Regions from separate parts of the Mus musculus genome. Here all the other regions are linked to region 2. Evidence: chromatin contacts called from public HiChIP or PLAC-seq and promoter capture Hi-C data. All regions are on one chromosome and are shown on one strand. Each heading gives the region's core, a stretch centred on a gene start, on an enhancer-like site or on the middle of the called end of the contact. The rest is flanking DNA. Distances are from core to core; before and after follow the strand shown.

Evidence for each region. Promoter capture Hi-C pulls out the DNA fragments that hold promoters and counts their contacts. HiChIP or PLAC-seq counts read pairs in DNA pulled down with a chosen protein or histone mark.
Region 1: a promoter capture Hi-C map of embryonic stem cells shows a contact between it and region 2, with 8 times the contacts expected there. The contact joins the promoter of Wdr11 here to the promoter of Sec23ip in region 2. A contact is called at or near these places in 6 of 39 promoter capture datasets (cranial neural crest, embryonic stem cells, hippocampal neurons and 1 more), 2 of 484 Hi-C or Micro-C datasets (embryonic fibroblasts and reprogramming fibroblasts) and 5 of 115 datasets of contacts at active chromatin or transcription factors (astrocytes, craniofacial prominence, embryonic forebrain and 2 more).
Region 3: an H3K27ac HiChIP or PLAC-seq map of microglia shows a contact between it and region 2, with 4 times the contacts expected there. The contact joins the promoter of Cox6a2 here to the promoter of Sec23ip in region 2. A contact is called at or near these places in 1 of 39 promoter capture datasets (the C10 cell line) and 1 of 115 datasets of contacts at active chromatin or transcription factors (microglia).
Region 4: a contact with region 2 is called in a promoter capture Hi-C map of pre-B cells. The contact joins the promoter of Orai3 here to the promoter of Sec23ip in region 2.

Annotation. Positions count from the first base shown.
Region 1 is chr7:129,586,758-129,593,782 of GRCm38.p6, reverse strand. It overlaps Wdr11 (WD repeat domain 11), which reads right to left and starts at 1,920. Exons shown (of 29, transcript NM_172255.3): 1 at 1,720-1,920; 2 at 696-807. The coding sequence starts at 1,805.
Region 2 is chr7:128,742,515-128,749,265 of GRCm38.p6, reverse strand. It overlaps Sec23ip (Sec23 interacting protein), which reads right to left and starts at 4,396. Exons shown (of 19, transcript NM_001029982.2): 1 at 4,088-4,396. The coding sequence starts at 4,244.
Region 3 is chr7:128,200,463-128,207,675 of GRCm38.p6, reverse strand. Cox6a2 (cytochrome c oxidase subunit 6A2) reads left to right here and starts at 1,310. Exons shown (of 3, transcript NM_009943.2): 1 at 1,310-1,453; 2 at 1,640-1,776; 3 at 1,864-2,241. The coding sequence starts at 1,381. The coding sequence ends at 1,947. It overlaps Itgad (integrin, alpha D), which reads right to left. Exons shown (of 31, transcript NM_001029872.3): 25 at 4,643-4,721; 26 at 4,411-4,518; 27 at 4,253-4,330; 28 at 3,966-4,079; 29 at 3,725-3,826; 30 at 3,031-3,141; 31 at 2,172-2,614. The coding sequence ends at 2,501. 4931431B13Rik (RIKEN cDNA 4931431B13 gene) reads left to right here and starts at 4,348. Exons shown (of 3, transcript NR_045183.1): 1 at 4,348-4,537.
Region 4 is chr7:127,764,657-127,772,215 of GRCm38.p6, reverse strand. It overlaps Orai3 (ORAI calcium release-activated calcium modulator 3), which reads right to left and starts at 2,401. Exons shown (of 2, transcript NM_198424.3): 1 at 2,000-2,401. The coding sequence starts at 2,227. It overlaps Fbxl19 (F-box and leucine-rich repeat protein 19), which reads right to left. Exons shown (of 11, transcript NM_172748.2): 10 at 4,553-4,771; 11 at 3,288-4,464. The coding sequence ends at 4,286.

The sequences.
Region 1 (7,025 bases), core at 671-3,170, 850 kb before region 2:
TGAACAGACACCATGACCAAGGCAGCTCTTATAAGGACAACATTTAATTGGGGCTGGCTCACAGGTTCTGAGGTTCAGTCCATTATCATCAAGGCTGGAGCATGGCAGAGTCCAGGCAGGCATGGTGCAGGAGGAGATGAGAGTTCTACATTTTCATTTGAAAGCTGCTAGTAAAACACTGACTTCCAAGCAGCTAGAATGAGGGTCTTAAAGCCCACATCCACAGTGACACACCTACTCCAACAGGGCCACACCTTCTAATAGTGCCACTCCCTGGGCCGAGCATATACAAACGGTCACAGGGCTTTTACAAAGACACACAAATAACCAGCAAGTCTATGAAAAGATGTTCATGAAATCACAGATTATATTCGCCATGAAATCACAAATCAAAACCACAGTGTGACTCACACCCACAAAGACAGTTACACTTTATATTTTCTTAGCACATGGTAGTCAGTGTTCAAAACTAATGGATGAGGGGGTGCTATGGTAAATGACAGAACTGGTATTTCCACTCACCTTTTCAAAGTGCCCCAGAACTAGCACTTAACAATGTATTCTGGATTGACATTAAGTCATGGGTATGTAAATGCTAGGCAACCCTAGATAATTGTATTTATATCTATGACTTAATGAGAACCTGATGACGTATTAAACTTGAGGTTATGGGGCTGATGTGTGACTTAACTTACCTTAACAATATCAGCTTTATGTTTTTCTAGAACTTGTAGAGTTTGGGCAGTATTGGAATCGATCACTACCACCAGTGAATGGCATCCATATGCAATTAAACCTTGCCAGCCCCTGGCGAAACAAGTGTTAAAATATAAAACAAAGCGACTCAACTTTGCCTATCATAAACAAATCTAGTTCACATGTGCCATTATTAGTAGTACTTCTTAAAGTGAAAGGCTTGTGATATTGTTCCATTTACAAAACACCCCCAGCTAAGTTTACAAATATTTATTGAGACTCATTTTCACTCAGATCAACAGTTCTAAAAGATATCTACAAAGAGCTCTGATGTGCAAAACCAATCTGGGCTGGTTTTGTATGAACACATGCTGTCTTATTCAGCATTTAATAACATTTATTTTTTATAACAACATAGAATCCACAATGCCCCTAGGATGAGTGACTAGTCTTAGTCCTTTCAATCAGATAAAAAAGTACATGAGAGGTCTCAGCCTCCGCAGCAACATTCCTAGCACAACAGTAATAGGATTTGCCTCACATGGTTAGTTCTCAGAACCTGGGTGTTATTTCACTGTGGAAAGAGAACTGGCTGTGGAGGCCGTGCTTCACGGGAACCAGTAAAGATAAAAGTGGGAGTAGGTAAGTGACAGGACACAGTTTGGGGCATTGTTGAATGCATCTAAGTGAAAAAGAGGAGTCTGAAAGAGTAAGAAAGAGTCAGGACCAGGAAGAGAAAAGGAGACAAGGAGAGAAGCCCTCCCGGGTGCAGGCTGGGGAAGAGGAAATGGGGACAGTAAAGGAATGAGATGCGGAGAAAGAACCCAGGACTGAAACTGTCTGCACCGAGGACCTGCCGGCTCCAGGCATTTGCGACTTATAGGACAACACAAATGTCTCAACTAAAAGCAAATCTGCGAGCTGTGGGACGCTGGCCGCGGTCTAGGCGAGGAAAACCGGAAGCCCAGTGTTCTTCCCCGTCCCCTCGCGAACTGCGGCCGAGGCCGGAAGCACTGCCCTCACCAGTCCACCGCCGCCTTGTTGTGCGCGTTGAGAGCCCCGGTGAGGGTGCGCGCTGACACCTTGAAGTTTACGGTGTAGGGTAACATCGCGGCGGCACCCCGGCCCTCCCCACCGGCAGGCAGGAAGCGACACGAGCAGCTCTTCCGTTCCAAAGTCCGGGTAGTCGCGTCCGCGCCAGCAGTTGGGTTCCGTGAAATCCCAGGTTCCTCCTTCCAATAGTCCGTCGTCTCTCCAGGAACTAGGACTTCTAGGTTCCTCCCTCTCCAAAGTTCCGAAACTCAAGTGAATCCCATGGAGTGTGGGTTGGAGCTAAGCATGGAAGAGGGGTTCTGCTACCAGTCGCATCTGCTTTCTTCCTTTTGGGAGAAAGATTGCTGGAAATCGTGAAAACAAAACAATAAAACTCCCAGTTTGCTTTTCTGCCTTTGATATGTTAATTTAGGGCAACTACCATTGCCAGCCACTGTTTGTTGTAGAAGGGTCCTGCATGAGAAGACACAGTGACTGTCTACTCACTAATGCTCACTAATGTTTGTTCTCTTTTTATTATGTGATAACTATCCTGGCTAATAGGGTTTGCATAACTCGCTCCCAAAGGACCATGTATTAAAAAACGTGATTTTCCCTACTTTAGGAAGAAGGGCCCATTGGGAGGTTTTTAGATCACTAGGAGAAGCGCCCAGGTTGGGGTGGGAGGTGCTGTTGAAGGGAATTGTTGGACCCTGGTCTTTTCCTCCTTATTTTTTGTGGCCCATGAAGTGAAAGGTTTTGCCATCTTGCTGTGCATCGTCACCATGGTATAGGTTCAAGAACAATGGGGCAAACCAGGCATGGACTAGAAGCTCCGAGATATTGTCCTTTAGAGACTGAGTATCTCGGGTGCTTGTTTCAGATTTGGAAATCTGGCCAACACACAAGTGAGGTGAGGAAGACTCAGTGAGTAAAGATGTTGAGTGTCTTTTAGCAGCAATTTAGCCATTTGTAATTATTTTTAAAAATACCCTATTGGGATATTTTAGCTCACTTTGTCTTTTCACTTCTGAGTTATAAGTATTCTTCGTTTATTATAAATTGAAGTTCCTTTTCATATATATATACATATATAATGTTTATTAAAATATACAAAAGTATGTGTTGAATAAACATATAATATAGAAATATATTTTATGATATGTATATTATATGATATATAGCACAATACATTATAGAAATTATATATTATAATATGTAGTATTATAAAATATACATACATAATATAAATACATACTATGTTTATATATAGATTATATTACAATATTTATATATAAGATTTATATTAAAACATATAAGATGTATATAAAAAAACCACTGTCGTTCCATAAATGTCAACATGAACCTTGAGTCAATTGGCTACGCAAATATTCCCAGCAAAGTCAAAGGCTGCAGTTAAGAGGACTTAAGTGTGTTCTCCAGCACCAGAGTGAGACAGCTCACAACCACCTGTAATTCCAACTCCCAGGGTTCACACCCTTCTAGACTCTAGTGCTCCTGCTCCTACACAAGAACATACCCTCACATAAACACATAGTTGAAATGAAAGGAAATCTTAAAAAATGATGAAATGAAACAAATGTTGGTAAGTTGTTCTTTTGATATTCTTTACTATATATGTAGATTTCATCTGTATTTTTAGTTACTGAAACTGCATAGCATGATGACTCTTGGAACCCTGCTGATAGTCCTGCTCAGTGCTTGCATATGTAAAAATCTACATGAATGTCCCTCTTCTCCTGCATCTTCAAGGGGCTCATGGAAGGTCGGTGTTACTGAGGGCTTTAGGTCACTCATTGTGACTCTGAGAAGCATCTTTAACTCCTTTCAGCCTCTGTGCTGGCTTCAGTGAGACGTCCCTCACCATCCTGAGCATTAGAGCATTTGATTTTTCAGTTGTCGGTTGTTTCGTAGGTTCAGGAGGTCTGGCCTGGATGGAGGAAGTGTGTCACTGGGGACAGATTTTGAGAGTTTAAAGGCTTAGATAGACCATCTCAAGTTTGTTTTCTCTGCTTTCTGCTTGTGGTTTGAAATGTAGTTCTCATGTGTTCCTCCATCTTGCCTGTTGCCATAATTCCCTGCCTTGATTGATGCTTATCCCTCCAGAACTGTAAGTCTAGATAAACTTTGTCTTTCCTAAGTTGCCTTGATCATAGTGTTCTGTCAGAGAGATAGAACCTGCACTAATACAAACTCCTTCCCCCTGTTATTGTGGCAGAGAAAAGGATTAAATTAGACCAAACATTTACAAAGCCTTAACGTAACACTTAGCTTCCTATAATTCCTTGTTTATTTACTGATAGGCATAAAACAAGGCCTGCTGTTTTCAGTGACTGCATTGCTTCCTCTAAGATATCATTTTAGCAGATAAAGACCTTTCTTTTTGAAGGCATGGCTTGCAAGAGAAGAATTGATAAGGATTTGGGTGAAAATAGAGTCCAATTTGGCTTGTGAGCCTCCAAGACACAAACACCATGACAGCCAGCTTTAAAATGAGGGCTATCAGATCATTTCAATGAATACAGGGGCAATATTGAAAGAATTATTGGCCTACAAGGGATATCATCTCTCTGTCTACCATGTATCTATCTATCTATCTATCTATCTATCTATCTATCTATCTATCTACCTATCTATCTATCTATCTATCTATCTATCTATCTATCTATCTATGCATCTCTCCCTCTCTCCCTCACTCTTTCCCTCTTCTCCTTCCTCTCCCCTCTCCTCCCTTCTCCTCTTCCCCTCCCTCTTCCCTTTCCCTTCCTTATCTGTCTCTTCCCCTTCCTTTTCCCCCTTCCCCTCCTCTTCCTTTTCTTTTCCCCTCCCCCTCCCTCACTCTGTATCCCTTTCTCTTTCTTTTTCTCATTTTCCTCTTCCCCCAGGCTGGCCCAGAACTCACTGTGTAGCAGCAGAGTGGCCCACAACTCACTATGTAGCTCAAGGCTGGCCTCTAGTTTATGTCAGTCCTCTTGACAAAACCTCCTTCTAAGTACTTGTCAAATGAAGGTTGTCTTTATTCAATCCATTTCGAACAGACCAGAGGAAGAGTTTTCCTGGCCAGTGTTGGACAGGAGCATGGACTTAGGCTGCCCTGACCTATACAAACAACCTTTTAAAATATAAGGAATTATATAGCTCAAGTAGGTATATGCATGTATGCGTGCATACATATATGTGCATGTGTGTTCACGTGTGCATGTGTGCATGCATGCATGTGGGGCAGTGGGTGTGGAGGAATAAAGGGAGTGGGAGAAAACCCGAGTCCTGCCAGAGTTCTGGTGCTCTGGGCAGGCAGACACAGAGGATTGCTGCACGCTTTCCACGTGTGTGTGTCCAACTGTGGGAAGCTACGGACCCAGCCCATTGGGGGTGGACAAGGGGAAGTCCTAGGTCTCTGGACCTCATAGAGGCCAGAGATAACAGGTTCTCAGTCTCGGGCATCCCAGACACTGCTGGACACCATGGAAGAGCTGAGAACAAAATGGGGGCCCCAGGGGCGGCTCAGTCAGTCCTGGAGCCGAAAGGAGGAGAAGGCAGGGAGAGAGAGGGTGCTGGGTGGTTCCCATGAGGGTGAGAGTCCTTGGTCAGGTCCATGGCTGGAGCACAGGAGTCTTCTGTCGAGAGGTTAGACACGGCTCGTTAGGGGAAAACCTGTCCCATCGTTCAAGCATGGCAGGCCTTGATGAGCAGAGACAGTCTATGGTTTTAGAGCTTTATTGTAGAAAGGCAGGGGGAAAGAGAGAAGATGGAAAGAGGGAGAGAGGCAGGCCATGGCCACGTGGGGAGGGGGAGGGAGAGAGAAGGAGGGCTAGAGATTAGAGTAAGAAAGGTGAGAGCTTAAAGCAAGTGAGGAGAGATCAAGCAGCCCCTTTTAGAGTGGGCTGGGCTACCTTGCTGTTGCCAGGTAACTATGGGGAGGAGCATACTTGACTATAGTCAGATAACTGTGGGAGTGGAGTCTAGCCAAAATGCCAGAAGCTTGTGTGCATGACTTATAGTCACAGAATTATGGAGTTGGGGGCTCTGTGGTGTCAGGCACCTGTCTCTGGGAATGTGGCTCACTATTCCATCCCTTGTAGAGTTTCCTACTGGGTCACTGGAATAAGCCTCATTCAACCAAAATAGGCTACCTTTCATGGCCACACACATGCATGTGTATATATCTGTGTCTGTGTGTGTGCTTTGTTTTACAGTTAAATTTAGAATAAGTAAATGTTCATTGTATGAAACTATAGAAATCACACAAATGAATAAACACCCAAGGTTGTGGGGTTTGTTTTGTTTTGTTTTTGTTTTGTTTTGTTTTGTTTTGTTTTGTTTTGTTTTGAGATGGGGTTTCTCTGTGTAGACCCGGCTGTCCTGGAACTCACTCTGTAGACCAGGCTAGCCTCGAACTTGGCAATCTGCCTGCCTCTGCCTTCCAAGTGCTGGGATTAAAGACATGTGCCACCACTGCCTGGCCCAAGGTTGTTTTTTAAGAGTCTTGTATCTTGAGAAATACACATACAATATTTTTATGAAATCAGGGGACTATTAATCATTTCTTGCTCTCTCACCGTAGGAATTTGATATAATCATTCCTAATCTTCCTTCATTGTTCTTCCTCTATCTTTTGTATTACAGAGATAATAATGCTTTAATGGGAATATGCAGGGCTTTCACAGATGCAGGGTCAGGCTACCACTGCATTTCAGTGTTCCGTGTGATAACATGCCTGTCAGTGGGATAGGTACCAATTACAGAAAATAAAGAGAAGTGGGGCTTTCTGGAGGTCTGGGCAGTTTCCAGCCTGGAGTAGAGTCAGGTGCCAGGCCCGGTAGACATTATCCATCCTCTCTCTAACTCTGTACCTTCTGCCTGCACTCACATGGGGCCTTCCCATAGTGTGTGTCTCTCACAGAATCTACTCCCAACATCTTGGAGCCTTTTGGGGACCTGATACTCCAGCCCCCTCTGTGTCTTCCCAAGTTCCTTGCTGCTACCACTTAGCTGGACATCTGGGTGACTCCCTGGTTCTCCACTAGACTCATGTGTCTGGCTCACAACTCAGGGGCAGGAGACTGCCAAGTATACCAATTACTGAGAATTTGTCTCTGACTGTTTAAGCTGCTCTTTTGAGGTAAAGTGAATTGCCCAGGCGTTTCCAGCCAGATGAATCAATGGACAAATACCTGAATTTGCCATGTGCCAAGTTCCTTGTGTTTGTTTCATTAATGCAGAGGGTTTCAATAAACATTAGAAAATAAAAACAGAAATTAACATTTCGCATTTGT
Region 2 (6,751 bases), core at 3,147-5,646:
TCGGATCCTCCACATATAACACATAATAAATAAATAAAAAATGCTAAAAAGAATCACAAAATGGCAAGTCACTAGCAATCTCATTTTTCTAGGCTCATTTCTCCTCACTTCCCCTTGGCCAGCATCATCCTCACTACTATGTTCTCTGCTTCAACAGTGCCACGTCAAGTAATGCCCAAGGCATCGCTTTCCCATGAACTAGACCTTCACCCCACTCTTCCCAGCTCCCCCTTGTAATCTTTCCTTGCCTTGTTCTGGTCAAGCTTATCTGCAACTGCTGCAGGGCTTACAGTCCATCCGCTGTGTGGGGCCACTCCCAGCACAACAGGCACACTGTGGTCCCTGCCCTTGGAGAACTGCCAAAGCTCTGCCTCTCTGTGACCTCACAGTGATCCTCCTTCACAGCTTCCAGGCTGTCCCAGTTATACTTCACATACCAAATTAGTGAAGGGATGCCACTCCACAGGTTTGGCCATAATGCCCAAAACACAATTCCAATCAGAATATGGTATCTAAGGCTGTCTTTCTGAACTATGCAAACTATTCAGAAGACATGCCTACAGTCGCAGCCTCTCCAGACTGAGGCAGGCAGAACAATAAAAGCCAATCTTAAAAAAAATTATTTTTCAAGACAGAGCTTCACTATGTAGCCCTGGCTGTCCTGGAACTCACTCTGTAGACCAGGATGGCTTTGAACTCAAGAGGTCCACCTGCCTCTTCCTAAATGCTAGGATCAAACAAAGCTGTGCACCACCATATCCAGAATTTTTTTTTTTAATTAAATGTGGAAAAAGAAAGAGTCTTATCAGCAGTCTCTTCAATACTGAAGACAAAATGCCTTCCTGCCCAGGCCCTCCCTCAGCTTCAGCCTTCTGCTTTTCCAAAACATACTCCGACTCCATCACTCTCCAGTCCTGTGAGCCTCACAGGACTGTGTTCATCCCCAACAATCAAGAGCCTTCTGTGGAATCACTCACCCAGTAAGAGAACAGACTGACTTAGTCCAAGAAGCATTTCTCAAACTAGCACCGATCATAAGATACTGACCTCAACACACTGCAGGCTTTACCCTAGGAGCACTTCCTAAATCCACACCTCTAGGCCAGAGCTGCATAGTGAGACCCTCAGCAACAAACACCCTTCAAAGGCTCCCCGGAGTCCAATGAAGTCCAAACCTTCTAGGACAGTATGAGGCCCACAGACACCTAGGCTAATATTCTGCATACACACTAGGCATCTTTTTTGGAGACAAGTGGAGGGTGGAAGGACAGGATGCAGAGGAGAGGAAAGAGGTCCCATACGGAACACTGCCAACTCCTGCCAAGCCTGCAGACTGTTCCTCTATCGATCCTTCAAACTCCACTCTCTTTGATCATTCTCTTTGAGATTCTGAGGCCTTTCAGGGACATCGTCCCTCTACTCCACCAGCTGAGACTCACAGCGGCCACAGTGGCCGACCCATCCATCTCCAGCTGTTTTTAACCTGTACTACAATAACCAGTGTTTGTGTGTATGTATACACTGGTCTGAGGGAGAGGGCAGAACTGTCTGTTCCATGCTACCTTGACATCTGCAACAGGGCCTGACAAACACAAGCTGCTCAGTTCGTCTCTGCTTCCTGTGTGTCTCCTCCACAGATGTGATTAACTGCTGCTTTCAAGGAGATGGAGTCTCCTCTGGCTCCAGAAATGCTCTCAAGAGATCTCTAATCAAGCCATCTTTAAGTGTAGAGAATGCTTGTTATACACTCAGGAGGCAGAGGAAGGTGGATCACTCTAAGTTCAAGATCAGCCTGGTTTACACAAAGAGTTCCAGGACAGCCAGAGCTACTACATAACAGAGAGATCCTGATAAGAAAGGAAGAAAGGAAGAAAGGAAGGAAGGAAGGAAGGAAGACAGACAGACAGACAGACAGGCTTGTTACAGAATGGTAGTTCTAAAACCTTTTGTGCTCTCACAAAAAATAAGTTTAAATCTAAGAAACAAAGAGTTTTCAAGATGGGGTTGGAGAGTTATCTCAGTCATTGCGAGCTTGTGCTGCTCTTACAGAGCATGGCTCTTAAAGATGGCCCTAATTTGTCTCCCAGCACTGGACTCAGGTGCTCACACCCACCTGTAACTCCAGCTCCAGGCACGGTCAAAGTCTCTGGCCTCTGAGAGCAACTACATTCATGTATATGGACACAAAGATAGACATACCCAAGTACACATTTTTTAAAATAGTAAAAATAAACTTTTAAGAAGCTTTTAAAATATAAAGCTGGGAGTGGTGGCTTATGCCTGTAGTCTCAGCACCTGGGGACTAAGACAAGAGGTCTGCCACAAGTTCTGGGTTACCCTGGGCTACAAAATGACACCATGTCTCAAAAAGTAATTAATAAATGAATAAACCTTAAAGACTGATATACTTATCTTAAAGCTGAAAACAGAAATGTTGAGCTGGAGAGATGGCTCAATGGTTAAGACCACTGGCTGCTCTTCCAGAGGACCTGGATTCAATTCCCAGCACCCACATGGCGGCTCACAACTGTCTGTAACTTCCAGTTCCAGGGGGTCCCACACCCCCACATAGACACACAGGCAGAAAAACAGTAATGAACAGAAAATTAACAAGAAAATGAAGAAGAGAATAGAAATGTCAAGCACCGACAATAACACACAAATTAAATATCATACATCAAGGAAAACGAGCGTGCATCAAACACCACTCTGGAGGCCGAGAACAATCTGAAAAACCCAAGGCACGACCTTACTGATTCCTGGACCCTTCCACAGTACTCTGGTCCAGCCACAATTCTTCACCAAAGAAAGCATCACTGAACCTTTCAGTCACACCGCTTCCATGAGGCAGGGGCACTCGTGGATCCATCCCCCCAGTCGCTCAGCAAACTCCCACTAGAAATTCTGTAGTCTGCATTCCAGGCATCGGGCCAGCCCCTGCTTTGACAAAGCTTACACCCTGGCCTGGTAGGGTAAGCGGGCATATGTACCTGTCAGACAGTTACGAGCACCGAGAAGAAACATGACAGAAAGGAGACACTGCAGATACACATGCTTTCAGTTGTCTTTCTTCCCTTCTGCGGGAAACTCCCCTTAGTCCTCCAAGGAGGAATTATTTGGTGGGGAAAGCTCAGCACCTAACAAGCACCTGTGTGCTAGGCACTAAAAAACAGGACCCTGAAAATGAAAAGAGGTAAGAAGTTCACAGTCCACATGGAGGGGCAGAGTACTTAGCTCACAAGTATTTACACAACAATACGTGTGGGACACTAGATATAGAACTCTACAAAAATGAGACAGGGTATAGTGACGAATGCCTTTAATCCCAGCACTCAGAGGCAGAGAGGCAGAGGCAGGTGGATCCTTTAAGTTTGAGGCCAGCCTGATCTACACAGTGAGTTCTAGGACAGTCAGTACTACACAGAGAGACCTTGCTCTCAAACCCAGGGATAGGAGCTGAAAACATGAAATCTAAGCAGACAGGTAAAATGTCATGACTGAGGCCACACAGCAAGTTAATGGCAGTGCCGGGTCTGAACACAGTCTGTGCTCCAAACCACCAGAGAGAGACAGACGAGAAAGAGAGACAGAGACAAACGAGAGAGAGAGAGAGAGAGAGAGAGAGAGAGAGAGAGAGAGAGAGAGAGAGAAATCAGCCTTCCCAGATATACACAGAGCTTAATCAAAAGTGTAACGGGGGGGCTTTTACTAGGAGAGAGTGTATAGTCCTCTACAAGAGAGGCATTGTCTCCTCTGGAGAAACTTACTGTCTCCTAGGTGATGTCCTACCCTATCACCGGTGTTTCCCAGTAAGAGAGCAGCTTTCGGATTCTAGCAAAGGGTAACTGTCTAATTTAGCTGCGTTTTCTGCCAGCACCAGCACACCAGTGGGTGTTCAACAAACAGTTGCGCAATGACAGGAGTTCCAAGCCTCATCACCGGAGCCCCTCCTCCAGGATCCTCCAGTCCCTGGCCCTCTGAAAGCTGGTCACTGCTGACCCTGGCAAGCGACTCAGAGCAGGCGACACTCCTGTCCCACCCGCCTCCCGGGACAGACACTGGCCCCCAAGCGCCCTCGGCTCACTACCTCCGGGTAAGAGCAGGGAAGCCGGGGAGGCGGCGGCCTGCGTGACGGGGATGAAGGGCACGTTGAAGCTGAACTCCGTGGCCGAGGAGGAGAAGAGTAAGTTAGTGCCTGACGAGGAGGCGGACGCTCCGCCGCCGTTAGCCTTCCTATCCGCCATGGCTGCAGACCCCCGGCCGTTACGTGGCTCTGCGAGCCCGGTGCTGCACACAGACCGGAAACCGGTTAGCGAGGATGCCACCGCACTTCCGCACTTGCGCACAGGTGCCACAGGCCAGCGACTCCGGGATCGGTTTTCTTCCGGAATTTGACGCCGCCCAAAATCAATAAGGTGGAATCGGCTTCAGACCCAAGCCTATCACGTGACAGCCTCGGTCTCGCGAGACTGGGTCAGCCTCTGGAATCACAGCATAGAATAGAGAGGTGTGGCCGATGAATCCTAGCGTTAATTGACGCTCGAAGTCGCAGATTCTGAGATGTCCTGGACGCCCTGAGTTTCTCATGGAGTATCTGTTTTTGGTTGGTTGGTTTATTTGCTTGCTTGCGAGGCAGGATCTCTCTATGCTGCCCAGACTGACTTTTTATCCTCCTGCCTCAGCTCTTCCATTTCTGAGATTAATACCACCACACACTGCAATTCTTATATCTTTATGACAGGCGGTCATAAGAATTGGAAGTAAGAATTATTATCGGCTGGGTTCCTTTTTTTTTTTCAGTTACGTTTTCATGATGTTGCCTGGAATTCTCAAGAGGTCTGTCTGCCTCTTCTTCCCAAGAGCTTAAAAGGAGTGTGCCACCACTCCAGGCTACTATCTCCTTGAATGTGTGCATCAACAAAAAGTGCCTTTGGTAAGGCAGTTCCAAGTGGTAGACGATTTATGTTTCAAAGGGGCAGAGAAAAGATGTATAATTGCAACATTCTAGAGTTACTGCTGTAATTTAGGGTTTGGGGACCTATCTGCCTACTACCAGGTTTTGGCTGGAATAAAAACATTAAATTCTGGCAGTGTTGAGTTTACCTCGACAAGCATTTCAACGGGGCCAAGAAGTACAGAGCTTAGTAATGGGGAAACTTCTGGTGAGTCATAGATAACATGGCCTCAAACTGCTAAAAGCCATGCTAGACTAGAAGTTGGTCAAGAAAATTCTCTTTATCATAAAGAAGCAAGGCTGAGAACCATATACCAGAGAGTGATATATGAAACAGACCTGAAATCCTTCCTTTTTGGGTTTACAATCTGGCAAAACAATCAACTAAACACAAAATAATATAAATGGCAGGCTTTCCTTAAGTGTGTTTCCTGGAACACTGACATCATCTGGGGACAGAGATCTAAACATTCTAGGAAGAGCGAGCATGTATCTCTCTCCATCAGATCATTAGCGAAAAACTTAAGGAAGAAAAAGCTTCCCTGAGGAAGAAAAACTAAAGTTGAAACTTGAGAACTAGGGCTTCAAACCTCTTTATGAGTGCAGGGATCCCAGAGGACCAGCCCTGCTGTGGTGTTGCACACCTTTAATTCCAGCACTTGGAAGGCAGAGGCAGGCGGATTTCTGAGATCAAGGCCAGCATGGTCTACAAAGTGAGTTCCAGGACAGCCAGGGTTATTCAGAGAAACCCTGTCTCGAATAAAAAGAGAGAGAGAGAGAGAAGAGAGAGAGAGAGAGAGAAAGGCCTAAATTCCAAAACCATCACTTTGCATAATTAACTTCAACATATGATTTTTTTTTATTTTAAACCATAACAGGAAGGGGAAAAAAAACTAAAATAACAATTAAGATGAGAAAAGGGACAGAAGAGGGCCCAGAATGAGATATACCTTTTAAGGGCATGCCCTGAGTGACTGAGTGACCACCACCTCCTCCTCCTCCTCCTCCTCCTCCTCCTCCTCCTCCTCCTCCTCCTCCTCCTCCTCCTCCTCCTCCTTCTTCTTCTTCTTCTTGTTTTTTGTCTGTTTTTTCAAGACAAGGTTTCTCTGTGTAGCCCTGGCTGTCCTGAAACTCAGAAATCTGCCTGCCTCTGCCTCCCAAGTGCTGAGATTAAAGGCGTGTGCCACCACTGCCCTGGCTGAGTGAACTTCTTCTAATCAGGTCCCTTCTTGACTGCACTCTTCCCAATTAAGGATCCATCGATAGGCACTGGAGATGTAGCTCAGCCTGGGCTACATAGTGAGTTCCAAGGAAACTAAGGCTAAATGCATAGATGATAGATAGATAGATAGATAGATAGATAGATAGATAGATAGATAGATAATAGATAGATAGATAGATGATAGCCTCTCTAAAGCCAGATATCTTAACACATAGCTTTAATTTGTTTATTATGAGGCACAGAGTTAAAATATGAAATTTCCCTCATTCGGTTCCAAGAACATGGCTACTCTCTCTACTGAAAGAATGGATGAATGCAGTGGTGATATCATCTGTCATGGTTACTTTTCTATCGTTGTGATAAAATACTATGACTAAGAAAACTTATAAAGATTTTAATTGGGTTTATGACTTTATAGGGTCAGAGTCTCCGATGTCAGGGCAAAGGCATGGTGACAGGAACAGCTGAGACCTCACATCATCATCTGAGAACAGAAGGCAGAGTGCACACTGAGTGGCGGGAGGTTTCTGAAGCTAAGTCTGCCTCCATGGCACATCTCCTCCAACAGGACCACA
Region 3 (7,213 bases), core at 61-2,560, 540 kb after region 2:
AGAATATAGCTTGGGCTACAGAGCTCCGGCTCTTACAATCTTCTCTCCCCCTTTGCCTTTAAGCTTCTTGGGTTGGCTAGATGTATCAGTGGGCAAAGGTGCTCACTATACAAGCCTGGTGGCCTGCTCTCGGCTCCCAGGAGAGTATGCATCATAAAGTTGTCCTCTGAGCGCCACATCCGTGTCACATATGAGCACACACCAATACCAAGTGAAACACAGCAACAACCGAGCCTGAGCTCAGTGGGGGAACATTTAATTAGCATGCACACAGCCCTGGGATTCAATTCCCAGATAATTTTTTAAATGGGCACCTAACTAGTTTTAAGCATATTACTTGTCTACTCTGTGCTAGCTATTGAGAACAGAATATTAAATGAAGTCATTCCGTGCCACTGTGAAAAAATGGTGCATATTTATTTAGATAGACAGTCCAGAGTTGCCCAGGATAGCTTTAGTACATATTTATTTAGATAGACAGTCCAGGGCTGGCAAGATGGCTCAGTGGTTAAGAGCACTGACTGCTCTTCCAAAGGTCCTGAGTTCAAATCTCAGCAACCACATGGTGGCTCACAACCACCCGTAATGAGATCTGATGCCCTCTTCTGGTGCTAGAAGTCAGCTACAGTGTACTTATGTATAATAATAAATGAAGCTTTGGGCTGGAGCAAGCAGGGACTTAGTGATCGGAGTTGACCAGAGCGAGCAAAGGTCCTAAAAATTCAATCCACAACAACCACATGAAGGCTCACAACCATCTGTAGAGCTACTGTATACTCACATATATAAAACAAATAAATCTTTAGATAGACAGTCCAGTGTAGCCCAGGATAGCTTTGACCTTGGTACGTAGTCCAAGATGGCCTTGAACTCCTGACCCTTCTGCCTCCATGTCCCAAGTGCTGGCTGGCATTATAAATAAGTGCACCACACTGAGATTGTGTAGGAATAGGGAAAGAACTCAGGACATTATGGGTACTTGGTAGGCAGACACTGCAGGCAGTCTACCAACTGAGCTACACTCCCACCCCCACCCCACCCCACTGTAAAATTTGTTTTAAAGACAAGATCTTAGGTAGTTCAAGCTGTGATCAAACTCATTAAGTTGATAACAGTGGCCTTGAACTCTGATCCTCCAGCTTACATATTTCAAGTTTGTATCACTTTAAATCTTCTCTTGCCAAAATAAAAGGCACATTGCATCAGCTGCCTGAAGAGGATCTCCTGCCAGTCAAGACCCACTTTAGATAGAGAAAGCCCCTAAAAATAGCCATCCATGTGCGGGCTCAACAGGTGATTGGCTCTGAGAGGGGAGGAGAGCCTCTCGACTGGGTGAAGGAGACAGAGAAGGACAGTGCCATTCCTAGCCTCCCTTTGACAATGGCTCTGCCTCTAAAGGTCCTGAGCCGGAGCATGGCCAGCGCAGCCAAAGGAGACCATGGAGGGGCAGGAGGTAAGTGGGGCCAGGCCTGACTCTGATTTAGTAGCCTAGCCGATCTGTTCTCTTTGCCCGGCTTCCCCCTCCTTCTGTCTCCTGGCTCCTCTCTCCTGATCTACCAGGCACTGATCTTTCAGACCTCTAGGCCCAGGGATAGTTTTTGCCTATGAATCTACTCACACCCCACCTTTGCTCCTCCAGCCAACACCTGGCGCCTCCTGACCTTTGTGCTGGCTCTTCCCGGCGTAGCCCTCTGCTCCCTTAACTGCTGGATGCACGCTGGCCACCACGAGCGCCCAGAGTTCATCCCGTATCACCACCTCCGCATCCGAACCAAGGTACGCCAGAGGATGAGCGAGTGAGAGCATGCAGGGGGATTGCGGGGAGGGACTGTGGTGGGTGACCTGTCTGCCTTCTCTCTGCAGCCCTTCGCCTGGGGGGACGGCAACCACACGCTTTTCCACAATCCCCACGTCAATCCTTTGCCCACCGGTTATGAGCACCCTTGATGTCTCAGCAGACACGCTCTGCCAGCAATCTTCAAATTGGCCTTCTGCACACCGGCTCTGAGAGCCCCTGAGGTTCCAGTGGACAGTTCCAAGCTCAATAAAGGTGTGGAAGTTTTGTGTCCTCTGGCTCTTTGGGAACAGCATGGTGGAAGGGGCTGGGCAGGCTCTTGGGCAGTTGGTATCTGGGTTCCAGTTATTTTTTTTTATATAAGGAAAATGTGATGTTTCCACCTGCATTTTCATTTTATTTTTTAAAAATTTATACAAGCAATACATTGAATATTGAGCATATTACTCAGTCTTGTGTTAGTTCTTATCCATATGTAAATTTATGCTGACCCCATTCCTGCTCTTGCAAAAAAAGTGGATCAGCACTGAAATCTGACACATGGGCAAACCATAAAAATCTCCCAGCTCAGGAGGTAGGGCATCATTTCTGGGAAGTTTCCCAGGCTAGCCCAGAGCTGAAGAGAACTTGTTCCCATGCCAGTAGATTCATAGGCAAAAGCAAAACCAATCTCGTAATTGTGGAGATATACAGGAAAGTAGATTCCTAGGACGTGAGATGTGGAGGAGTCTCATGGTTGGAATCTGCCTGGCCGGCTGGGTCAGGATCTGCAGATGGTAGATCCAGCATCTCTTTATACTGACGTTTGAAGAAGCCAAGCTATAAAATGTAGTAAAGTCAGAAAAACTGGGTAAGAGGGAAGTTGAAGATGAGAGAACTAAAATAACTTCCAGCTGTGTGTCAGGGCAGCCATGTGAATGGCCCTCACGTACAGAGAAAGGCCATGTGCCAAGCAGTCGTTACACTCTTAGTTGTGGGAGGAAGCCACAGGCTCATTGTCGGGCAGATTTGTACATATGGCATGTCTGCTTCAGTTTAGCCATTCTGTGATATAACTTTCATTGTTATTTCAAAAAGGAGAGATGGAAAAAGACCAAGCAAATGTGATAGGAACAGAATATGTGGCCAAGCCTGCCCTACAACTACGATCTGTGTTCTTACTGTCGTATGGTGTGCACGACAGAACTGGTAGTGAACACTAGTAGTGTTAGGAAAATGATGTGAAAACAATTTACCTTGTACAGCGCCACAGTGATGAGAGCCAGTAACAGCAGACCTCCCACTGAGCTGAACACCATGAGGAAGACGGGCTCATAGACCACGTATTCTTCTAGCATCGTTGACACCTGATTTGAAAATCAGTGAATGCTCATTCTTCTCACACATGCACACAAACACTCATACACACAGGCACACAGTACACACAAACACACACACACGCACACACACAGTCATATACATATGCACATATGCGCACTCATATACACACATGTGCACACAAACACTCATGCACACAGGCACACAATACACACAAACACACACATGTGCATGCATGTGCGCACACATGCACACACACAGTCATATACACATGTACATATGCGCACTCATATATACACACACAGGCACGCACACACTCATATGTCCACACACACACTCATATACACCCACACACATGCACACACATGTGCTCACACACACACACACACACACACACACACACACACACAAACACACCCCTTTACTATTCCCCCTCCCTTGCCAATGCCCATGAATGCTTCCAAGCATTGAGCCACAGAAGCATTCATGCATTCTGAGGGTCTAGGAACCTCTACCCTCCGTCCAGGCTGGCAGATCCGCAGCCAGCACTACAGACTGAAGAACATTCAGAGCCCTCTCACCAGCCTGGCAGCTGCCTGCCACAATCACTACCTGGGCTCTCAGAAATGCCTCCTGTCCCGGCAGCTGGGAATACACAGATGTGTTGAATGTGATTTCAGCCTCACTCAGGAGCAACACCTTTTTCTGCAATGTCTGCAAAAGATGGGGTGGGGCAGAGCTGGGAATTAGATCTGGGGAAGCTCAGGGTTCAAGGACTGCCCTGACCCAAGGATGCCCCAGACCCATCGGGCACACATGGTCCAGGGGAGGACTTCTGCTATTGGCCACGCACCTGACTGATCCAGCCGAAGCTGAGGTTGCCCTTCAGAATGAAGTCAAGCTCATCCAGGGTGCCCAAGGAGGGGATGTCACAGCGGAGGTGCAGGCAGTCGGCGATGGCGCAGTCCTGGGGGCAGGAGGGGGATAAAGCTGAGGAGGAGGAGGGCCTTTACTTAGAAAGAGACAAAAAGATGAAACAAAGGCTGGCATTGAGTAGAGAATATACAATCGCAGGCTGACTACACAGTCAGAGTCATCAGTGCATTCCGTGCGTGTCCCCAGCACACGGGCTTTTCTCACCAGCACAGAGCGTCCTTGGATCTGGGTCAGAAGGTCGGAATGTTGAGGAGGTTCCCTCTGTGACACACAGGAGACACCCTAGGAGTGGGGGAGGTGATCAGAGCATGGCATCCTTATAGAGAGGGATTCTGGAGAGAGAACTGCTACGGGCTGTGTACCTGTGCTGGGCTCCTCAGAGTCACATCCCACACGGCCACACCATTCAGAAGGATGGGGACCCAGAAGTTAACGCTGATGGCCAGCGTCAATGGACTCAGGTTATTCACCTGCAGGAGTGGAGACCAGGTATTGGTATGATCCCTAGAACACCCCCATTTATTTCCTACCCATAGTTCTCTAGTCTTCTCCATCTTGAGCTGAGACCAACACACGTATTCTCTAGCTTCTCACACGATATCGATGTTCGGCCTCTTTCTGTCTCTCCCCGTGGGAAGATGAGAAGTTGAAATGCTTGGTAGAATCTTCCTGCCTGGAGAGAATGACATGTTAGTGAGAAACCGCTCCGACGCCATCTCCGTTTGAATCCCAGCTCGCTGTACAGTACTGGGTCCAGCAGCTGATGCAGGGAAACAACGATGGTCTTCAAATGCATCTGCAGCCTCGGTGCCAGCTTCCACTCCTCTCCCCACAGAGCCTTGCCAGGCACCGGAGTTACCAGCTCTTCCCTTGATGCGCTGACTTCTTTATGCCCCCAAAGATCTGTTCCAGCTTTCTTTGGCAGGAAATGTTCTTAACCGAGTTCCAGGGATTTTCACTCAGAGACCCAGCATCTGCACATTCCTTGTACTGATTGATCGCCATTTCCCAGTGGTGAGAAAGCGCTTGTATGCCCCCTCTAGCTGGTAGTCCATCAGATGGGAGGTGGCCTCAGGAACGCCTACAAAGTCTTCTGCCAGAATAAATAAGCCTATGGGACTCTACAAAGGGAAGGCTAGATTACTTGGGACAAATGGAGTGACCCTGTCTCTGGTGGCAGGCATGAAAGCAGATATAGTCGTGTTGGGGCAGGCAAACACATATGGAAGGAGTTGGCCCAGGAACTCAAGCCAAGAGGGTCCCTAAATGCCGACAGGTTCCTATCTACTGGTTGTATTTGTGAGATAGGCTCAAGTCATAGCCTAGACACGCCTTAAATTCACAGCGATCTTCCTACACCTGCCTTCCAGATGCAAAGATTATGACACATCTGGCTTACCCATGGCTTTCAGTAGACATTTGCTATGTTACAAAAGATGGTGGGAGGGGCACAGGAGGAATAGGAGGGGAGAGAGAGTGAGGGAGTAGGATGTGTAAATACATTACTCATGTATGAAATTATCAAAAATAAAAATGTAAATTAAATAACGAAGAACATATTTACCTTTGAAAATGTATTATCTAATACCACTGCTCATATGAGTAAAATGTTTCACACACACAAGTCTTTTTGTGGGGCGTTTGGACAGTCCTGGGGATTTCAGAAGTTAAGCCGTGGTCCCCGCCTTCCCAATGCTTGATGATGTCTCTGATCTCAGCAGAATTAAGCAGGAAGGCACAGTGGTTCCAGCACTCGGGAGGCAGAGGCAGGCAGATCCCTGTGAGTTCAGGGCCAGCCTGGTCTACACAGTGAGTTCCAGGACAGCCAGGGCCGCATAGTGAGACCTTGCTTTTTGTTTTTGATTTTTTTAAAAAAGAATTGAGCTCTAAGAAGGGCCAACATGCTTCATCAGCACCCAAAACCTCTGCAGAGCCCCCCCCCCGCCCCGTTTCACGCTATCAACTGGACATTTAAGAACACAGAGGAGACTGGGGGTGTGGCTGTGCCGGGCACTTGCTTAGCAAGCTCTAGGCCCCAGGTTCAGTCCTCAGGCACTGCTGAAGAATTGCCCAAGTTCGCATCTCAGACCCACCACTTCCTACTCAACAAAGTAACTTGGAGCATAAGTCATTTAACCTCATTAGAGTCCCGCAGAAGGCTGTCGCGGCACCCCCCACACATGAGCTCTCTATAACCGTTGGGAGTTTTCTCTTAGCTGGGATTCCTCTGTGCCTCCCAAACCTCTTCTGTCTCTGCTTCCCTTTTCTTACTTTAACATCTCCAGCTCTAAGCCTCTTTCCTTTTAAAAACAATTATTTTACATGGATTTGTTTATCTGGGGGAAGGCATGTGCCACTGTGCACATTTAATGTTCCCTGACTCTACCATGTGGGCATCAGGCTTGCCAGTGGCTTCACTCTCTGAGCCATCTCCTCAGGCTTAAACATCTTTTCAAAGCTGAGTAGAGCTCTCAGCCTTCCTCCATCTTGAGAGGACACAAACCCTCTCTGGAAGAAGCCCCTGGGCCCTCCTGCTTGCTTTGGACCACATAAGCAGCCCTGTCACACAGGGTGGCCTTGTACAAGACATTCAGTGTGGCTTACCTGGTGAATACAGGGGCAGGTTATTAAACCTCTTGAATTTTTTTATTGGTAAAAATAGAGATAACAATGTGGTTATCCAGAGGATTAAGTGAAATTACTACGAGGAAGAAGAAGAAGAAGAAGAAGAAGAAGAAGAAGAGGAGGAGGAGGAGGAGGAGGAGGAGGAGGAGGAGGAGGAAGAAGAGGAAGAGGAAGAAGAGGAAGAGGAAGAGGAGGAGGAGGAGGAGGAGGAAGGAGGAAGGAGGAAGAGGAGGAAGAGGAGGAAGAGGAGGAAGAGGAAGAGGAGGAAGAGGAAGAGGAACAAGTAACTCTTCCCAATCCTCACTAAAATAAAAACAATAGTATATTTAACTGTAAGCTGTGTTTTCCTAGGGAGAAAGAGGAAATTCATACATACAATCCATGGGTCATGTCACTGAAAATGACACATTTGATCCCCCTCCAGTCCTCCCATGCACTCAGTGGCTACAGCCACAAACCCCACCAAATGGATCTCTCAATGGTGTCCCAACAGCTCTCCACTCTGCGGAGTAACCGTCCACTCTGGAAAGTCCCTTGCTT
Region 4 (7,559 bases), core at 1,152-3,651, 980 kb after region 2:
AAAAATCCTGTCACTAGCTCACTGTGCAGTCTAACATGCCTTTTCTTATATGAACAACTGCCACTATACCAGGTACTGAACATTGAATGTTTGTTGAGATAGGACTTCATGAAGCCCAGGCTAGCCTTGACTCTCTGTATAGCCAAGAACAACCTTGTTTGTTCTTTTTTATTACCTCAAGTGCTGGGATTATAGGTGTGCTATACGCTATACCATGTTTGTTGTTGTTTAAATGGAAATTGAACCTAGGATTTCCTGAATGGTAGGCAAATACTCTACCAACTAGAACTAGGCTAGATTCACAGCCTGTGAATATGATTTGTATGTTTTAACTTCAGGCCACCTGGGTTTAGGAAGATATCTCCCATTTCTGTTTGTTGGTTTTTGGAGACAGGGTTTCTCTGTGTAGCCCTGGCTGTCCTGGAACTCACTCTGTAGACCAGGCTGGCCTCGAACTCAGAAACCCGCCTGCCTCTGCCTCCTGAGTGCTGGGATTAGAGGCGTGCGCCACCACGCCCGGCCCATTTCTTACAGATCCCGAGATTACTGTGGTGCAGGGATACAGTGGTACTTACAAAAATAAAACTGAGTATTTTGGGGAATTGGGCCACCGCAGATAGTAGGCAGGTGTGTTCACAAACAGGGATCTGGGCCAGGCTTAATTCTGGTGTCTCCCAGGGTCCAACCCAGGGTTCTTTGTCAGGACTGGGGGCGGTCCTAGAACCTACACATTCAGCCTACTGCTCCTCAGAGAAAGCCCTCTCACACTGACACCACAACGATCTGCTCTGCAACTTCTGCTGCACACTGTACTGTTCCTTTAGAAGCAGGCGGAGCCACGTGGTTCAAACACAAGCTGCTGTGCCCTTCTTTCTGTGGTGCTGATTCCTTTCAGTCAAATGTCCTCAGGAACTATGGGGCTGTTTGGGGGAAATCTGGGCCCCTTACAAGCAACAGAGCAAGAGCAACCTTTAAGATTACAGATTCTTTCGTCCTGATATTGAGGTTGCAGAAAAAAGGGAGGTATTGACCTAAGTTACTTTTATATGCCCTCACCTTAGCTCCCTCCAAGGCCTATTTACACAAGGGTACATTATGAAGGGTGCCCTCCCCCCAAGTGTGAAGAAAACTGAAACTAGCAGAGCTTCACTCCACACCCATACCCTGCGGAGCATCCTTGTCTAAACAGCAGCTTCCATGTAGTCTAGATAGCACACTGTTCTAGAAGAGCCTCCTTTGCTAAGCGGAGCTTGTTCTAACACACCTAGTTCTAGGGGGTCTCCATAAGAATCCCACATCCTCCTGGACAAAAGCTTGGCAGACCACAGAGACAGCACCTTCTATGATGTCACAACTTCCTAAAGATGGCAACTGGAGTGGATGTCGACTTGGGGCCGCACAGCTGGCCCTAAGTAGGGAGGAACCAGGACACATCTGCAGGCCACACTCTGGAATCTTCAGTTCCACTTCCCGGGGCCACTGCTGGGACCGTTAGCTGACATTATCCTCCCACACCTGCAGTTTATCAGACTTATCTGCTAGCTCCCTGATCAGCTTCCTTCCCCAGCAGCTTCCTCATGGTTTCTTAGTTTTCCCGGCAATTCTCTGTGCCTTCTGAGAGGTGGGCCCTTCAGTCAAATGACTCTCACATACACTATCCCCCTTCCCCGATCTGGTTGATATAGGCTCTCATTCAGCTTTGACTGCCTTTCAACTCTCGAGGACTTGGTAACTAAGCCACTTCAGACTTTCCCCCCACCAGTCTGCATCTGCTGACCTCTTTACTCCCTTCTTCCACGGCATTTCTGGGACCGATCTTCAGTCTGTTTATATTCCTAGAGCTGTGCCCGACATAAAGGGTTTTTCCAGTCCCTTGGGACTTAGCTCCTTCTTTTATCCTAAAGAAACCCTTTTATTCAGTCCAGTACTGGGGACCCATTTTCTTGACTTCTCCCACCACGTGCTTTACCCACCCCGTGTACCCCCTCCCACCCCTCACCATGGCGAAGCCCGACAGCAGAGCAGATGTGCGGCTGGAGGCTTTGAGCTTAGCCCGGCTGAGGTAGAGGCGGCGCCAGCTGAGCGCCCGCAGAGAGTGCTGACTGGCCCCCATAAGGTCCAGGTAGCCGCGGTGCACGAACTCCCGGTACGTGGCTGAGCCCGCGGGGCTGTCCACCTCCGGGTTCAGCGGGGCCTGTTCGCCCGTGTCCCCCTCGCCGCCCTTCATCCTGAGAGCAGTTACACCACAAGCGCAGATGGTCAAGGAGGGGCCGAGGCGCCTTGTATCCCCAAGAAGGGACGGCCCAAGCGCGGGTGGGACCCCATCCTGGGTGGCAAGGCAGACCCAGCGGGAACAGTTACGGACGCGTCTAGAAGGCCCAGGGGCCGAAACAGGAACTGGGGCAGGGGCGGAGCCCGGTGACCACATGATTGGGTGGAGCCGTGAGACGAACCCCTGCAGTCTGCCCACGGGCAGAGATCTCAAGGGACCCTCTAACCCAGGCCACGACGTGAATGCTCAGCCTCAGCTTTTGCTGGGACTTTGCTGGCCTCAGACCACCCAGTGTATGTACCTGGACATTCACAGGTGTCCAGACTTCCACACTCCTCTTTGAGCAGTCATCTCAGGAAAATTAAGCCCATTTTCCTCCCAGAGACCAAAGGAGCCCCTTCCACCATCCCTACCCACCACTCAGACTCGACACCGCAGACAGACACAAAAAGTCAGCGGCCCCGGCTAGATTCTGAGTTTTATAGCAAACCTTATTGTACAGACTTGTGGGGTTAGGGGTCCAGCCCGGCTGGGTGCCCCACTTGTCCCTCGCCGGGGTGCCTCCTCCCCTCCCGCAAGCGGCCCCACCGTCAAGCCTTTCTCCAACCCCAGGCCCCCCCTCCTGCCTTTGGTCCGCCCAGCCCCCGCCCCCAACCCGCGCACCTTCCTGTTACCTGAGGTATGTGGATAGATTCCCCTCCCCCCACCCCCATGTAGTACAATCCAGTTCCCCCTGGCCTAAGTTGAGTGGGACCTAGACCTGACTCCTCCCTCAGGCTCTTGAGACCCCACCCCCACACTGGAAGAAGGAAAGGGGTGGGAAGAGGGGAGGTGCCAAGAGTCTGTTACTAAGTTCCCACAGCAACTAAGAGGGACCGTTTCCAGTCTTAGCACTGATTTCCGGAGGTGTCCATTGGCTGCTATTTCCATGGCAACCAGGAGTGGCAGTTCCCTGGGCAAATGGGACACGAGTTTCCATGACGATGAAAGAATGGGAAGAGCCAAACTGGAGGAGTCCCATCTTGCCCATCTTTAAGCTGACATTTCCCCACCCCAACTCAAGTGAAGGGTGGAGCTGTTCAAGACAGTAATGCAAGAGAGCTAGGGGTGGGACAGTCCAAACTGGGTACCCATAGCCCAGTCTCGGTCAAGCTGGTCCCCTCACATCACACTCCCCCAAGTCCGAGATTCCCCCGGTTCAAGTAACACTTCAGTACAGATGAATGTTCAAGTATTGTGTAGAGAGCCAGGCAGGGGTCTGGGCTACCCCTCACCACTCCCCTGGGCCACCGAGCTTAACAGCAGGTAGACCCGCGGCCCCTACTCCTTGCAATAGCTGCCATTTTCAGTGACGTTCAAGGAGTCAAGGTCGGGGAAAACTGAAATCTGGGTAGAGGGAAGGGGAGAGAGGCAACCCTACGCAGAGGGTACTATCCCCACATCTGCTCCTCTCCCAGCCCCCAGTCCTGGCATTACCTGGCTTGTAGCGCCCCCTGTCTTGACACTCGGATCCCCAATTGCTCCTCTGTTTTCCCTTTTTGGCCCCCCATCCCACCCAACTGGTCTTTGTTCCCTGAACCCTTGTTGGTCTGATTTCTGCCCTCCCCACACCCATCCATCGCCTCCCCCAGCCCCCAGTATCCTGTGTACAAGATACCATGTCACCTCATTTTCCCTACTCCAGACTTGCACCTTCACCGCCCCTCCCTCCCACCATCCCTTTGGCTCAGCACCTCCCCAGTACCTCTTGACCCACTCCCCAGAGGGGATGGACAATGAAGCAGGTGAAAGGGAGAGATGGGAAGCAAAGACCCCCAGAGATATCAGTGCAGGTGGGAGAGAGGGAAGGCTGGCTCAAGTCCCTGGGCAGGAATCCCAAGTCATTAAACTGAGGAGTGCCAAGTCATGAAGAAAATAACCTGGCCTCCCAACAGGGGGTGAAATGAAGGCAAGAGGTCCAGGTTCTCTGGCTGAGTCCTGGGGAAGGGAAGGGAAGGGGGCATCGGCACCCAACTAGCTGTCCTTGAGAAGCAGTTTCTCTTCTGGGCAGCGAAAGGGGCCAGGGGGCCCAGCAGCCGCCAACCGGGCACAAGCTTCAGGTGAGAGCTGGCGGCAGGAGCGTAGGTCCAGGCGGCGAAGACGTGGGCATCGACGGAACAGTGGAAGGCAGTGGTCCGTGAGGCGGTGGCACCCTGCGTAAGGGGCAGCAGCAGTTGAGATTAGACAGCTAAGGAGGTAGCACACGGTAGACAGGGACTTCACACGGGGGATCGCACTTACCAGCGAGATTGAGGTGCACCAGTGTTTCTCGAAGAGGGGAAGTAGGAGCCGTGAGGAGGTGGACACTGGGGTCCCCAACGTGGGCGCAGTGACTCAGGTCCAGGGCACTGAGCTGGGGAGCGTGGCGCAACAGGAGCCTCAGGGAGGCATCTGTGAGCTCCAGACCAGCTAGGCGAAGTTCTGCCACCCCCTGCAGTCGGCCTCGACTCTCAGTTTGCCCTAGGCAGATAAAGTAGTATTAGCGCTCCTCCCAGCCTGTCCTCGTGGTCTTCATTATCTGCCCTACACCTGCTCCCAACAAGGGAGTCTCCTCAACTGCTGCTGCTCCACATGACTGGCTCTTCACAGCAACACGTGGCATCTCAGCTGACCTGCTCCTATCCCCTCAGGGAAACCTTCCGGGAGAGCTCTCAAGTCTCAACATTCCTCAGTCCTAAGCCCCCATCTCAGGGATCTGATACACTGTATACATTTTTGCTTTTTGACCCTTTCCTCCCTCCATAGAAACGGCAGTTCCAAGCAAGCAGGAACTTTTGCTCAATGCTCTGTCCCTAGTAGGATGCTCGGTGTCTTTACCCATTATCCAATAAACAGCACCCTCCACCCTCCCGTGACTACAGAGGCTCAACAACAGGCTTGCTTGAACTCCTTTCATTCGTTCTGCACCAGAACCCGGTCTGACTGCAGGCACCCTCCCCACACCCTTGCTATGTAACTCTGCCTGGACTGAATTGCCTGTGTAGACCTACTTGGCCTCAAATTAGCAACAATTCTCCCACCTCTACCTCCTGAGTGCTAATGCCCGATCTACTTTCTGGTATCAAGAAAAGCATTCTCAAACACAAATGAAATAGTATCTCTTCTCTACCTGACCTTTTCTGGTGGTGTGTGCAGGTTAGGCTTTTTGTTTTGTTCTTTTGTCAACTTGACACAAGCTAGTGTGTCTTCATCTGCAAAGAAAATGTCAACTTAAGAATGTTCTCCACTGTCGGGCAGTGGTGACTCACACCTTTAATCCCAGCACTTGGAAGGCAGAGGCAGGCGGATTTCTGAGTTCGAGGCCAGCCTGGTCTACAGAGTGAGTTCCAGGACAGCCAGGGCTATACAGAGAAACCCTGTCTCAAAAAACAAAAAACAACAACAAAAAAAGTTCTCCACCAGATTAACCTGCAGGCTAGTCTGTGAGGGCATATATATATTTTTTATGTTCATATCATGTTCAATTCATGACATGAGATGGCCCAGCTCATTATGGGCAGTGCCACCCTATGGGCAGTGCCACCCTGGGCAGGTAGACCTGAGTAGTATAAACATGCAGGCCGAGCAAGCCACTGAGTGCAAGCCGTGCAAGCCAGTAAGATGTGAACCTCCATGGCCTCTGCTCTGCTCCCCGTCCTGCCCGAGGTCCTGCCCTGACTCCATACTGAACTCTAAGCTGTAAGATGAAGTTAATCCTTTGCTCCCCGAGGGCCTCTGGGGACTTCATGTTTCATCACAGCAATAGAAACCAAGGCCTGGCTAACTCCCTGATACAGCATTCATCTCTCTGAGTCCCACCGTTGTCTCAGCTTCACTGAGGCTACATTCCACAAGTGGCTCTGTCCACAAAACCCTACTGGGATGACCTACACTCAAGAGACTGCTAGCCACTGCAGAGTGAGTCCAGAGGCAGCCTCCTCCCCTATCTCCGGGGGAAAGAGTTCAGAGTCCTCCTACCCCCACACTACTGGCCTAAGTCCCTGAGGTGGACTGCTGGCCCCACCCCAGAATTGCAGCAAGCCCAGAACTGCACAAGGCCCAAGATCTTAGATTTACTTTCCTTCCAAATTCTCTTGTGATAATACTGCTGAGCCTTTAACTCCACTTGAAGAAGCCAAGCCTTGAGGCTCAGTAGTTAACCACATATACCACTCTTCCAGAAGACCTGAGTTCAATTCCCAGGACCCAGTATGCATTCTGACACCCCTGGCCTATGTAAGCACCTGCACTCATGTGAACATACCCCCTACACAAACATATACATATAATTTAAAATTTAAAAAAAAATGTAAGAAGGAAGCCACATTTCTATTTAATCACTTCTGCTTACAGATGAGAACACCTGTCCCAGAGCACATGATTACAAAATAGCAGAGCCAGGACCCCAGAGCACCTGATTACAAAATAACAGAGCAAGCTAGGACCCCAGGCCAGGGCTGACTCACACTCTTATCTCATTTTATAACAATACCATAGTCACTTGCCAGGCAGTAACCTGGCTCTAAAAAATACATCACCAGACATCACAGTCCAAGGTAAGTTGCCAAAACTGTGCTGTGGCATATGACATCTGCACAGTGCTAAAACTCTGTGTGTGTGTGTGTTGGGAGTTGGGGGGGAATGCTGAACATAGGACCTCACGCATGTAGAGTGAACCCTCACCACTGAGCTGTGTCCTCATTTCCCTTCTGAGACAACTGTCTCCAAGTAGCCTAGGCTTGCCTTTAATTCCTGATTCTCCTGCCTCAAATTCCCCAGTCCCTAGGATCACAAGAATGCACTGCTAGGCTTCCATTAGAATTACTCTTTATTTGAAATTTGTTTTTAAGACAGAATTTTAATATTTAGCTTAGGCTAGCCTCAAATGTACTGGGACTACACAGTGGGCCACCATACCACTACATAAGCCTGGCTTATATAGTGACTAACAGAAAAAAAAATTATTATTATTTGGGGACTGGGGTGGAGGGAGAGAAGGTTTCTCTGTCATGGAACTTGCTCTGTAGCCTAGGCTGGCCTTGAACTCAAGACAGCCACTTGCCTGTGACTTCTGAGTGCTGGGATTAAAGGCATGCATCACCACTGCCTGACTACATTTTTTTAGGGGTATGGGTGTTTTTCCTGTATATATGCCACATATGTACAGTGCCCAAGGAAGCAAAAAGGGATCCTCTGTGACTCGAATGACAGACTACTGTGAACCACCATGTGGGTACTAGGATTCAAACCCAGGTCCTCTGGAAGAGCA